Regions from separate parts of the Sus scrofa genome. Here region 1 is linked to region 2. Evidence: chromatin contacts called from public promoter capture Hi-C data. All regions are on one chromosome and are shown on one strand. Each heading gives the region's core, a stretch centred on a gene start, on an enhancer-like site or on the middle of the called end of the contact. The rest is flanking DNA. Distances are from core to core; before and after follow the strand shown. Region 1 holds the start of PLA2G16 (phospholipase A2 group XVI). Region 2 holds the start of STIP1 (stress-induced-phosphoprotein 1).

What was found. Promoter capture Hi-C pulls out the DNA fragments that hold promoters and counts their contacts.
Region 1: a contact with region 2 is called in a promoter capture Hi-C map of liver, with 4 times the contacts expected there. The contact joins the promoter of PLA2G16 here to the promoter of STIP1 in region 2. A contact is called at or near these places in 1 of 5 promoter capture datasets (liver) and 1 of 2 datasets of contacts at active chromatin or transcription factors (alveolar macrophages).

What each region holds. Positions count from the first base shown.
Region 1 is chr2:8,411,277-8,417,571 of Sscrofa11.1, reverse strand. PLA2G16 (phospholipase A2 group XVI) reads right to left here and starts at 4,181. Exons shown (of 5, transcript NM_001244514.1): 1 at 4,105-4,181; 2 at 3,539-3,616. The coding sequence starts at 3,553.
Region 2 is chr2:7,935,877-7,941,863 of Sscrofa11.1, reverse strand. STIP1 (stress-induced-phosphoprotein 1) reads left to right here and starts at 2,864. Exons shown (of 15, transcript XM_003353794.4): 1 at 2,864-3,172. MACROD1 (MACRO domain containing 1) reads right to left here and starts at 2,739. Exons shown (of 11, transcript NM_001204770.1): 1 at 2,382-2,739. The coding sequence starts at 2,679.

The sequences.
Region 1 (6,295 bases), core at 2,932-5,431, 470 kb before region 2:
TGTGGCTGTGGTGTAGGCCAGCAGCTAGAGCTCCAATGCGACCCCTAGTCTGGGAACCTCCATATGCCACAGGTGCAGCTCTAACAAGGACAAAAAGACAAAAAAAGAAGAGAACAAGGGAGTGTAGAGCCAGAGTTCAGAGCAGGCCCACCAATTCCCACATATTAGGGAGCCCTGGGTTCTCTTTATTATTTTTCCTTTTTAGGGGTGCACCTGTGGCATATGGAAGTCCCCCGGCTAGGGGCTGAATCAGAGTCATAGCCACCGGCCTATGCCATAGCCACAGCAAGAGCAACTTGACCACAGACCACAACTTGAAGCAACGCCAGATCCTTAACCCACCGAGGGAGGCCAGGGATCGAACCTGCGTCCTCACGGATAATAGTCTGCTGAGCCACAACAGGAAGTCCTTGGGTTCCCTTTAAAAGATGTTCACCCAGCAGCAGCCGCTCAACAAGCCACAGGTTTCAGGACAGGGTGGGTGAAGGAGGAAATGAAAGACCCTGGCCCACTTATTCTAAGGAAATTTAGACCACAGGGGAGAGAAACAGGCAGCGCTGGCCCCAACCAGGAGGAGGCCTCAGGGCTGCACGAAAGGGCTGGGAGAAAGGAAGGCCTGTATGGCTGACACGCAGCCTGTCCACCCCAGGGAGGCCCAGGGAGCTGCTTCAACAACTGCTAACGCTTGTCAAGCCCTAAGAGCCAGGCAGTGGCACACCTAGAGTGGGAAAGCGAAAGCCAAATCCCCTGGGTGCAGACAAGCAGGGGAGAGTTATCCACAGAGAATTTTAAAATAATAATAAGCCACACCAAAAGTCACTCTATTTATTATCACCATGTGCCAACACTTTTACACAATATCAGTGATACTGGTCTAAGTCCTAATTGACACAGTTCCTGCTGAGATTTAATAATATATACGTGAGCTTTATATTAGCACATTTTCATCTCTTACTCTTTTTTTTTCCTCTTTAATTCTTTATTTCTCTTTCTTTTTCTTCACAGCATCTGTGCTATTTGATTTTATTTTTTAATTTTTTTAAATTTTTTATGATAGTTTGTATTATTTCCATTACAGCGGGTTTACATTCATCTTATTCTTTAAAAATCCTGGTCTTCTACATGGATGCTTAATCAGAGACCACTCAGTTGTACACTCAACCCCCAACACACACAGACTCAGCTCCATGCATCTGTTCCAACAGAAAGTTCCAAATGGCTCAGAAGGGTTCAAGTTCAACTTTCACCCTGGGGTGTCAACCCCTGTGGTCCTACATTTTCCTGTTTTTATTATTTTTATTTTTATTTTTTGTCTTTTTGCCATTTCTTAGGCCGCTCCCTCGGCACATGGGGATTCCCAGGCTAGGGGTTGAATCGGAGCTGTAGCCACCAGCCCACACCACAGCCACAGCAATGCGGGATCCGAGCTGCATGTGCGACCTAAACCACACCTCCCGGCCACGCCTGATCCTTAACCCACTGAGCGAGGTCAGGGATGGAACCCAAAACCTCATGGTTCCTAGTCAGATTCATTAACCACTGAGCCACAACGGGAACTCCCATTTTCCTGTTTTTAAACAGAAGACAAAACAGTTTGCTCTCCCAGTACTGGACAAAATTAAAAGCACAGTGGTTGAAAGTCTGGATCAATTTCACCAAGAACTAGACTCTCATTCTAAAGCAAGGAGTTAAACTAACGTCAACCTTCACCACCATTCAGCCATTTTCTCTGTTTTTTGCAGAAGAAGAAAAACTTGGGACAATTTTGCCGAATAAGATACAAACTTATGAATTTTATGGTGGAAACATTTTGGTGAAAATGTTTCAAATGTGGAGATTTGTTTAAGGCCACAAGAATTCATTTTTTTAAAGACATGGTATTGCAATTTCTGGAATTCATGATTAAACGGGATTTTTATGAATCTCTAACAAACGTATCCCAATGTTTAAGGCTTTTCCTATTTGTATATCTGTTGCTTCATGCGAGAGAAGTTAAAATTAATTTTAAAAAAAAAGTGTTCTTCAGTCAACTGTGAGCAAAGAGGGATCAACAAATCTAGCTCTACTGAATGTTGAACATAAATATGCAAAGACGGGGAGTTCCCGTCGTGGCGCAGTGGTTAACGAATCCGACTAGGAACCATGAGGTTGCGGGTTCGATCCCTGGCCTTGCTCAGTGGGTTAACAATCCGGCGTTGCCGAGAGCTGTGGTGTAGGTTGCAGACGCGACTCGGATCCCGCGTTGCTGTGGCTCTGGTGTAGGCCGGTGGCTACAGGTCCGATTTGACCCCTAGCCTGGGAACCTCCATATGCCACGGGAGCAGCCCAAGAAATGGCAAAAAACAAAAAAAAATGCAAAGATGATCAATTTTGTCAAAGCCAAGGACCGCTTTTTAGAAATGAAAGTTTCAAGACAGAAACTGTAATGCTACATTCACTACTGTGACCAATTGATACATTTTTTTCTTCAAAAACGCATTCATGCAATCAAAAATGATTAATTCACTACCTCATTCCACTTTTCTCTATAACATTTACTTTATTTTTCATTTTTTAATTTTTTCCCACTGGCATGATTTTATATACAAAGCTCAGTAGAAGAAACGTTACTGTATTTCTTTCCTGGCCATTAATACTCTTCATTTCATGATAATTGCCAAACATTTTAGACAAAGGAGAGGGATGTTTTTAAATGACTGCCCCAGGCATTAAATATGCCAGGCACACCCTAATGCCAGGCACACCCTAATGCCAGGCACTGTGTGAAAGCCCTTTGCGTGAATTAAATCATAATCATAATCCCAATGGATTACAGCCGAGCACCTATGCCTGCAAAGTACTGTTCTGAGTACTTCGTGAGTATGTATGTTGTGAGCCACACGGGAAGTCCAAGTACTACCTAAGTGTGCAGTCATATCATTCTCCCTGTGGAGAACAGAGTGGATTTGAAACTTGATCCAGGTGCCACAAGAACACCATGCCAGGGCAATTTACCAGGGCAGTCTACTTCAAAAGTCAGTCTCAGAACCTCTCTGCATCCGGGTCCTGCTAGGTTGAAAGGAAGCACCAGCTAAGCCCCTTTGTGATTTCTGAATCCCAGCACAGGTTAGAAATAGGAAAAGTGAGAGTTTGGAAATTGCTGGCAGGGTGAGTCATGAGGTGCATCCACTGAGACCAGAAAAGGCTGCCTGGTCAGACCCAGGTGCCAGGGCAGCAGGTGCAGCCCTGGGGCCCTGTCCAGGGGTTCTGATCTGACTCAGGAAGGCAGCACAGGACCTTGGTGGAGCAAGTCTCCCCTTGCTGCTTCCCTGCTCCTATAGGTCCTGCCTTTCTGGGGGCTTGTTTCCGGCCTCCAAACCTGCCCACCCAAGTATTCGCTCACTGACCCGCATCTGACACCTGATACCCAGCGGCCAGCAGAGGTGTGGCCCCATATCCGCAAGGACCCTCTCTCTGAAGTGATGACTCGGGCTTTGGGACAATGAGTCGCCACAGAAACACGGCCCCCATCCCTCGCCCACTCCTTCCCCAAACTTACAATCAGGGCGCGCATCTTCTCAGGCGATGTGAGCCCTCTATTTCAGGCTGGAGTTGACTGTATCAGCTGCAGAAATGCCTGTGGCAAGGGGAGCAGGGAATCATTATGTCATTAAGAGGACACAGCGCCTCCAAGACCCCAGGGAACTGTGGCTTTTGGCAGGGAGACCCTGCGCGGTTGGTCTCCGAGAACAACCGCCTCACTCCCTGCTGAGTCCTTCTGGGCCCTCTCCCTGCCCTTGCACTTGGCCGTGAAGGGATGAATCGTTTTTAGGGGGCAGGGAGGTTCACCTGATGCAGGAGAGGCTGGCGGCGCAGGGGTCGAGAGCGCGATCGGTGTCGCCTGTCTAGGTGCGCCGCGTCCCAGAAAGTCAGTGGGGCGACCGGCGCGTCCCGCCCTCCGTCCGGGTGGGCGGGTACCGGGAGGCCGCTGCTCGCAGCTGCTCCCTAACTTGTTTACTCGCGGCGCACCCAACTTCTCCATCCCCCACACAGTCCCGGGCACCCGGGGAGCCACCCCAGGCGTCTCACCCTTCCTTACATGCGTGAATGCAGCCCTCCACCCACCTCGCGGACTTGAGAAGCAGCGCGGCCTCCCCGGCAAAAGGAAACCGGTTAAATGGCCGCAGAGTCCAGGCCAGCGTGAGGTCACCCGGCTCCTCCCAGTGTGACTAATTACAGCCGCGATGAGCTCCCTGCCCCGGCGACAGGGACCGCCTGCTCCGGCTTCTGGGGCAGTCAGGCCAGGATGCCTCCTGTTCCCCCGGACCGTCTCCCCACAGCCTTCCATGCCTGGAGGCGCCCCCGGGACCCTGCTCAGGGCCACCTCGTCCTCGCCTCTTCTACACACGCGCTGCGGCGCGCGCGGCATTCAAGAGAGGGTATACGCATCGCACTGGACTGTAATCAAATATCTCCTCCACTCTAGCCGCGTACACTGTGGTTTAAAACCAAGTTATGTGGAGGTTTTTTCTGGGGTCTGTTGGATAACAAACCAGGAGAGGAAATCGCAGATAAGCGGGGGATTACCGCAGGGTTCCGTCCTACCCGCGGTTTTGGCATCTGCGGGGGCGGAGGGTGCTTTGAAGGTATCCCCGGGGACTTCTGTATATTACATTTTAAAGCTATTTAAAGGCAAGGGCCTAAACAGAAAGTACCGAGTCTTAAGCCTTCAGATATCCCCCAACCCTGGCACAAACCCAGCACACAGTAAGCATTTCATGAATGAATGAATGACCCATCGCAGGCCTTTCCTCTGCACTGGGCTGTGACTCCCCAAGAGTAGAAGCAGCTCCTGTTCATCTCTATAGTCTTGCCACTTCCTGTCAGCACCCAGCTAGGAATCGGGACCGTGGGCCAAATCCTGGCCCTGTCACTTGCAAGCTGCTGGGTCCAGGGCACCCTTCCCTCTCTGAGCCTCAGTTGGTTCATCTGTTTGTCTTTCTAAGGCCACACCTGCAGCATAGGGAAGGTCCCAGGCTAGGGATCAAGTCAGAGCTGCAGCCACAGCGACACTGGATCCAAGTCACATCTGTGACCTATGCTGGAGCTTGTGACAAAGCCGGATCCTTAACCCACTGATCAAGGCCAGGGATTGAACCCAAATCTTCGTGGACACTGTATCCGGTTCTTAAGCCGCCTGAGCCACAATGGGAGCTCCTGTTCATCTGTAAAACGGAATGGTGATAATATTGAACGCCACATGAGATAATATATAAAAATACACTCCCCAAAGGGAGAGTAGCAGATGAAAGGAGGCCCCTACCATGGGAGCTGATGTCTGGCCTGGGGTAAGTCCTCACTCAAGACACCTGAGCCGTTGTTAACAGGAGTGACCCATGCTCATCAACATCACACATTACTCACCAGATTCCTGGCAAGGAGAGTCAGAGGCGATATAAATAAATACCAGAGCTTTATGTGCATTTCTACTCACCCAACAAAATGTGCATATTGAACAAATTACTATCTGGAAGGCAGTCCGAACCCAGGATGGAGAGGTTCAGATCTGAGGAAACAAGACCGATTTCTGCCTCGCTTCTTCCAGTATTGCCCAGATGTCACTGCCTTCACTTTTTTTCTCCCCTGTTGCTCTGCCGGGAAAAACAAGACAAAAAGCCCACTGAGGGGCAAAGATGTCAAGGAAGTGATTTTTACCTTTCATGCAGCTCTCAAAAGAGGAGTTCCCCAGAGGAGCTCCCACTGTGGCTCAGCGGGTTAAGGACCTGACATTGTGTCTGTTGCGGTGGCTGTAGCATAGGCCCCAGCTGCAGCCGCGATCCAAGCCCTGGCCCAGGAACTTCCATGTGCCCCAGTGCAGCCATAAAAAAAAGAAAAAAGGAAAAGAAAAGCCCTAGGACTGAGAAGCTACACACGATCCTGACACTGTCACCAGCAGGACAGTCCTTAAGCCCCACTCCAAGTCCATGGCCATGACCCGGGTGGACAGCCAAATTCAAAACAGCTGGGATCAATCTGCCATCTGCCTCCAAAGGCTCCAGGCTTTTCTGCAACCACAGCCATGGAGCTCTGTTCTTCTTGTGATGGATGGAAGACATTTTTAATTACTTGCAATCTCTCCAAATCATGAAGTCTCTGCCTTGAGGAGGAGGATGGCTCCTCCGGGAGACCCCATTGTTGGGCTGTCTCTAAGAAAGGACAGGTGAGCAAGTGGGAGGAAATGGCCCAAGGCTATGTGCTGTGTCGCAGGTGTGAGACCCCGTGGGGATTCTGAGCGGGTGGGGTAGATTCGAGAAGC
Region 2 (5,987 bases), core at 1,615-4,114:
TGGCTTCAGGCCTGGTCTCCTCACCTTCCCTCTCTTGGGTCACGTGCTTGGGGGAAGCCAGGTGCCATGTCGCGAGGACACTCAAGCAGCCTGGGGAGAGGCCCTGAGGTGAAGAACCGAGGCCTTCAGCCAATCAGCCATTTCTTTTTTTTTTTTTTTTTTTTTGTCTTTTTGTCTTTTGTTGTTGTTGTTGCTATTTCTTTGGGCCGCTCCCGCGGCATATGGAGGTTCCCAGGCTAGGGGTCGAATCGGAGCTGTAGCCACTGGCCTACGCCAGAGGCACAGCAATGCAGGATCCGAGCCGCGTCTGCAACCTACACCACAGCTCACGGCAACGCCGGATCGTTAACCCACTGAGCAAGGGCAGGGACCGAACCCGCAACCTCATGGTTCCTAGTCGGATTCGTTAACCACTGCGCCACGACAGGAACTCCCCAACAGCCATTTCACTTGACCGGGCCATCTGGGAAGGGCTCACTCCAGCCCCACCCAAATCTCCACCGACCTCCTGAGAAATCCACAGCCTGACCTAAGCTCCCAGTTCTAGACCCAGTTCTAGACCTCAGAGACTCTGAGATAAATGTTTACTGTTTTAAGCTGCTAAATGTCCAGTAATTTGTTATTATGCAGCAAGACGCCACTAAAACACAGAGATCTCTCTGTGTCTCACTCCCACAAGCTACCATCTAAGGGCTGCCGGCGCTCCTGAGGCAAGCCCACCCGCCTCACACTGCCCCCTGGCTGGACACTGGATTCGGCCAGCCCCATCCGCCATGGCTTCTCCACTGCATTGACCTCTACCTGGCATTGTCTGGTTGCCTTGGTCACATCCTCTGCAGTCCCTTCTCCCTAAGCTCTGGGAGGGCAGGGCCCCTGCCTGTCTCCCCAGCACCATGGCAGTGCTGGTTACATAGAAAGCACTTGATAAAAATGGACTCAATGAATGGCAAGCCCAACAGCTGGGAATGGCTGGCCTGTCAGCTGCATGGGGTCTGGAAGTTTGGGGCGGCACCAACGATTGGGAGGGGGCGGGGAGCTGGGTCCTAGAAGGAACGGTGCCTGGGTCCCCAGCTGCCCCAGCTCTCTTTCCTACCACCCTGAGCTGCCGTTCTCTGAAAAGAAGGGAAAGTGGGGATCCCTGCGGGGCAAACCCCCTACTCCCCACCAGGGTGTTCTGGGGCCAGAGCTGGGGGCGTGACAAACACTCCTTGCGCTCCAAGAGCAAAGTCAAGTGCCTCCTGCCGGCGCTTTAAGATCCCCGGGAGGGTGCCGCAGTTCCTGACAGGGGCAAGTCATCTTGAACTCCACCTCCAATCCCGAGAGGACGCCGTCTGCTGGCCCCCAACCACACCCCGCCCCAGGCCTGCCTTCCCAGCCCCATTGGCTGAAACCCACTCCACCACATGGGCCCAGCCAATGAGCTGCCGTCCCTGCCCTTTTGAAAGGGGATCCAGCCGGGAATGGTCACAAGAGCCCAGGGAGCAGGCCCTGAAGGGCAGGGGCAGCTGGGGCTATTTGCGGCTCCGCAGGTCAGGTTGCTTTGCCTTCCCTGTTCGGTCCAGGCCCAGAGTCCAGCCCTGGGCCTCATGCCCACCAGGACTCATGCCCTGCCCCTGAGCAGGAGGAAATGGCTTGATTCCTGGGGGTGGGCGGGAGGGGGTGTCACTGTTCTCAGACAAAATGCACTATCTCTGCCATGCCCTCCAGCTCCTCTGCCCTGTGCTCCCCAGGAATGAGACAGAAACTGCTCACAAGTGGCCAGAGGCCAGCGATAAGGGCAAAAGGGCACCAGACCACGTGCCCAGAGAGGCAGGCTCCCAGGGTAGCGATGGGGGGGATCCCGCCTGCACAGAGAGGCCCCTCCTCTTGGCCATCTGATCCCACCAGGTGGGACACCAGCCCCAGAGCTGTTCCCTCTGCCCATTCCCTGCCACTCTGCCTAAAATGCCATCACTTGAGAAACCGTACTTTGCAAAGCCTGGGGAGTTCAGAGCCTTCTTTCAGATCTGAAGCAAACTCCGAGTGACCTTGGGCTCCTGGGTTCAGGCACTGAGCCTCAGTTTCCCTTCTGCACAACAGAGTAGGCAGCAGGCCCTCGATGATCTCCGCAGGTGCCGTGTGACCCATCCCAGCGAGGGGAGGCCACCCTCCTCACACACCCCTCGACTGGGGACCTAGACCTGGTCTGGTGCTAGGTGGTTCAAGGCACTGGGCACATGGGGGGCGTGGCTGTGAAGGGGGGGTGTCCCTACCAGGGGACAGGGGGTCTTAACTTCCCCAGGTCTCTGGGGTGGACGAGGCTGCTGGTGGGGTGCCGTCCAGCCGGTGAAGGCCCAAGTAGGGCTGCCCTCGGCCCTCGCCCCCCTCCTGCTTACACTTACATTTTGCCTCCTTCCAGTCGGTGGAGGTGCTCAGGTCCACCTTCGCCGCCATGGCCAGGGGGGCCCAGGTGCGCACCCCGGCTCTCCGCCCCACTGCTGCCGCCCCCCCAGCCCCAACTCCCGCTGGGGTCCGCGCGCCGGAGTCGTACGCGCCCAGGGACGCCGGGGGACCGCACGCACTGCTGCGGGTCCGCGTGGCACCCGCTGAGGGGCCGGGCCAGGGGCGCGGGGCGCCGAGCAGCTGCCCCGCCGCGCGCAGCTGTGCCAGGCGGCCGGACACTCGGCTCTGCAGAGACATGAGCGGGCGGCGCAGGGCGGCTCCCCGCCCACTTGGACTCTATTTACGGTGCTAGGAGAGTCTCTCCCTTATTTACACGGGGACCGGGTGGCTCGTGCCAGCCCGCGGCGACCTGCTCGGGAGCCAGCGAGCCGCGCGGCCAGAAAACCCGGGCGCGCCGCTGGGCACCCTGGAACTTGTAGTCCCGGCCGCCGGAGGGGCCCGCACACTCCTATACACACGTGCGCGCCCCGCCTGGGCCTGCGTGGGTCGAGCCGCACGCAAGCCCTGCTCTCGGAGGGTCGCCGGCAGCCGTGCGCTCTTTCGGGATTGGCCCAGCCACCGCCAACTTCCTGGGCCGAGGCGCCTCCCGCGCGCGACCCCGGCCCCCCTCCGCCCCTCGGTACAGAGCCGAGCGCAGCTCCCCAGGGGTCAAGCGGCCCCACCCTGTCCCCAGTTCCTGAGAGCCGCGGGTCCCAAGCGGCCCTGGGAAGGTGACGAGTGGCACGAACAGGTATGTCCGGTTGGGCAACTTTCCCCAGGCCGCTGAGCGGCTGCCTCTTAGCCCCAGGGGCAGAGATGCGCGGGGCCGCGCGGGGCCGCGGCTGGAACCAAAGCTAGAGCAGCTGAGGAGGCAAAGCTGGAAATCTTGGAATTTGAAGGCAAAAAACTAGAGCTCCAAGAGCGTTCTTGGGTGGAAGAATTGGGATGATTTTTTTCTTCATATTTTTCCTAATTTCTTACAAGGACTGTAAAGGTAGATTTTTAAAATACATTGTCTTTCTATACCATTTTATTATTGGATAAATATAATAGTGCATATTTTTAAAACCTGGGACAAGGAGCCAGGGTTCCAGAGAAGGTTTTAGTACCAGCTCTGCTCACTCTTACCCTTGTGACTTGCTTCTTGGGCTGTAAATTAGGAGGAAGGATTTCCTGATGTGGCTCAGCGGAAACGAATCTAACTAGTATCCATGAGAACGCAGGTTCCATCCCTGGCCTTGCTCAGTGGGTTAAGGATCCAGCGTTGCTGTGTGTAGGCCGGCAGCTACAGCTCCGATTCGACCCCTAACCCAGGAACCTCCATATGCCTCTGGTGCAGCCTTATAAAGACAATTAAAAAAAAAAAATTAGGAGGAAGACATAGTTCAGGTCTAGCTGGTTGCAGACCTGCTTCTGTGTACCTGGCCTCTCTGGTGCTGTGTAGCAGGAACCCTGGACAGGACTGCAGGGAGGATCACAGAACAGCCCCCTGTGGATGCAGCTGACGTCACCATGGTTCCCAAGAAAGGATCAGCAGCAGACCTGTAGACCGGGAGGTAGACAGTGATCAGCCCTGGGAGGGAGGGTAGAGAGGGACCATCATAAACCAGGGGACAGGAAGCCACTTGTTGCTTCTCCAGTAACTCAGCCGTGTAAGAAGGGCCTTGCCAACTGCATCCAGGACAGCAACCACCCACAGGGTACGAGGTACCAGCCCTTGCCAAGATAAGCCCTCTACAACCATTTGCTCTCCCTTTCTTAACTCAATATGTGTTCCTGGCGAGGCAGCACTGCCCCAGAGCACAGATAAGAAGCCAGGACTGGCTCAAGGCCAACACGGCCTTTGAGGGTCAGAGCCCAGGCTGAGCTCAAGGTTGTTTGGTTCCCATCTGTGGTCTGGAAAGTCATTAGGCAGATGTAACTGATTCAGGCAATGAAGCATGTGGGTGACCCTGTGTTTGAGTTTCCTATTGTTGCTATAACAAATTATCATAAATTTAGCAGCTTAAAGAACAAACAAAATTCATTTTCCTAAAGTTCTGTAGGTTAGAAGTCTGAGCTGAGTCTCACTGAGCTAAAATCACGGTGTCAGCACCAGCTTCCAGAGACCACCCCCCTTCTTCGACTCTCGGCCCTCTTCCTCCATCTTCAAAGCCAGCAGTGTCGCATAACTCAGACCAGTCTTCCCTAGTGGCTTTTCCCTCTGACTTGCTTCTGCTTCCCTCTTGCATTTTTCAAGGACCTGTGCGATTACGGTGAATTCACCAGGATAATCCAGGATCATCTCCCCACTTAAACTCCGCTGATTAGCAACCTTAATGCCATCTATGCCCTTAACTCCCTTTTGCCCGTAAGGCAGCATATTTACAGGCTCCGGGGATTAGGATGCAGACATCTTTGGGGGTCGTTATTCTACTTACTACACCCTTCCTGGCAAAGTCTAGGGAGGAGGACAAGGAGAAGCAGGGAACCCGGCAGTAGAAACTCTCAGTGCCTATCAGGAGGCTGCCTTCTGTATGGTCTGAAATTCGTCTCCCAAGGCTAGGCCATTGAATCACCCTGGACATCCTGGGCATCTGAGTTGGTTTGTCTGTTTTTCTTTCTTTTTTTTTTTTTTTTTTTTGGCCACACCTGCAGCATGCAGAAGTTTCCAGGCCAGGGGCTAAACCCACACCACAGCTGTAACCAGAGCCACAGCAGTGCCAACACCGGATGCTTTTTTTTTTTTTTTTGCTTTTTAGGGCCACATCCACGGCACATGGACATTCCCAGGCTAGGGGGCTAATCAGAGCTGCAGCTGCCAGCCTGCTATGCCACAGCCATGCCAGATCCAAACCACATCTGCAACCGACACCACAGCTCATGGCAATGCCAGATCCTTAACCCACTTAAAGATCCCATCCTTAATGCCAGAGATCGAACCCACGTCCTCATGGATATTAGATTTGTTTCCACTGAGCCACTATGGGAACTCCCGTTTCTTTTTGCCAGGATTTAGCTCTGTTCTCACACAGCAGTCAGGATGGAGAAGGCCCCAGCCATAGCCCACCAAGTTCTGGTCTAAAGAGAGACTGGGCCCCACACTCAGATGGGTCTAGGCAGGGAGGTATGGTTCTGACTTGGCAAGGCAGGACCTCTTCACAGAGTTTCAGCCCTGAACCTTTTATTTACTTATATATTTTTGGCCTCACCTGAGGCTTGTGGAAGTTCCCAGGCCAGGGATCGAACCCACACCATAGAAGCAATCCAAGGCATAGAAATGACAACACCAGATCCTTAACCTGCTGCACCACAAGGGAACTCTCTCAGCTGGACCTTTTAGAAAAGGTAAAATTTTGCCTACCAAAAATGTGTGTGTCAGGAGCATTCCAGGCCAAGGGACCCACAGAAGCCAAATGGTGGAAAAGTCTATGGAATGCTGAATTTTAGGTGGGGCCATAATAGCCGGTGTTATCTGTTGAGGATTTTTAATGCTGGAGAGGGGCTTTCATACAGAGAAAAGCTAGCTGCTACTGCCTGTGTTTAAATTAACACTGTATTTATTAAAATTATAAATTTAAAAACTA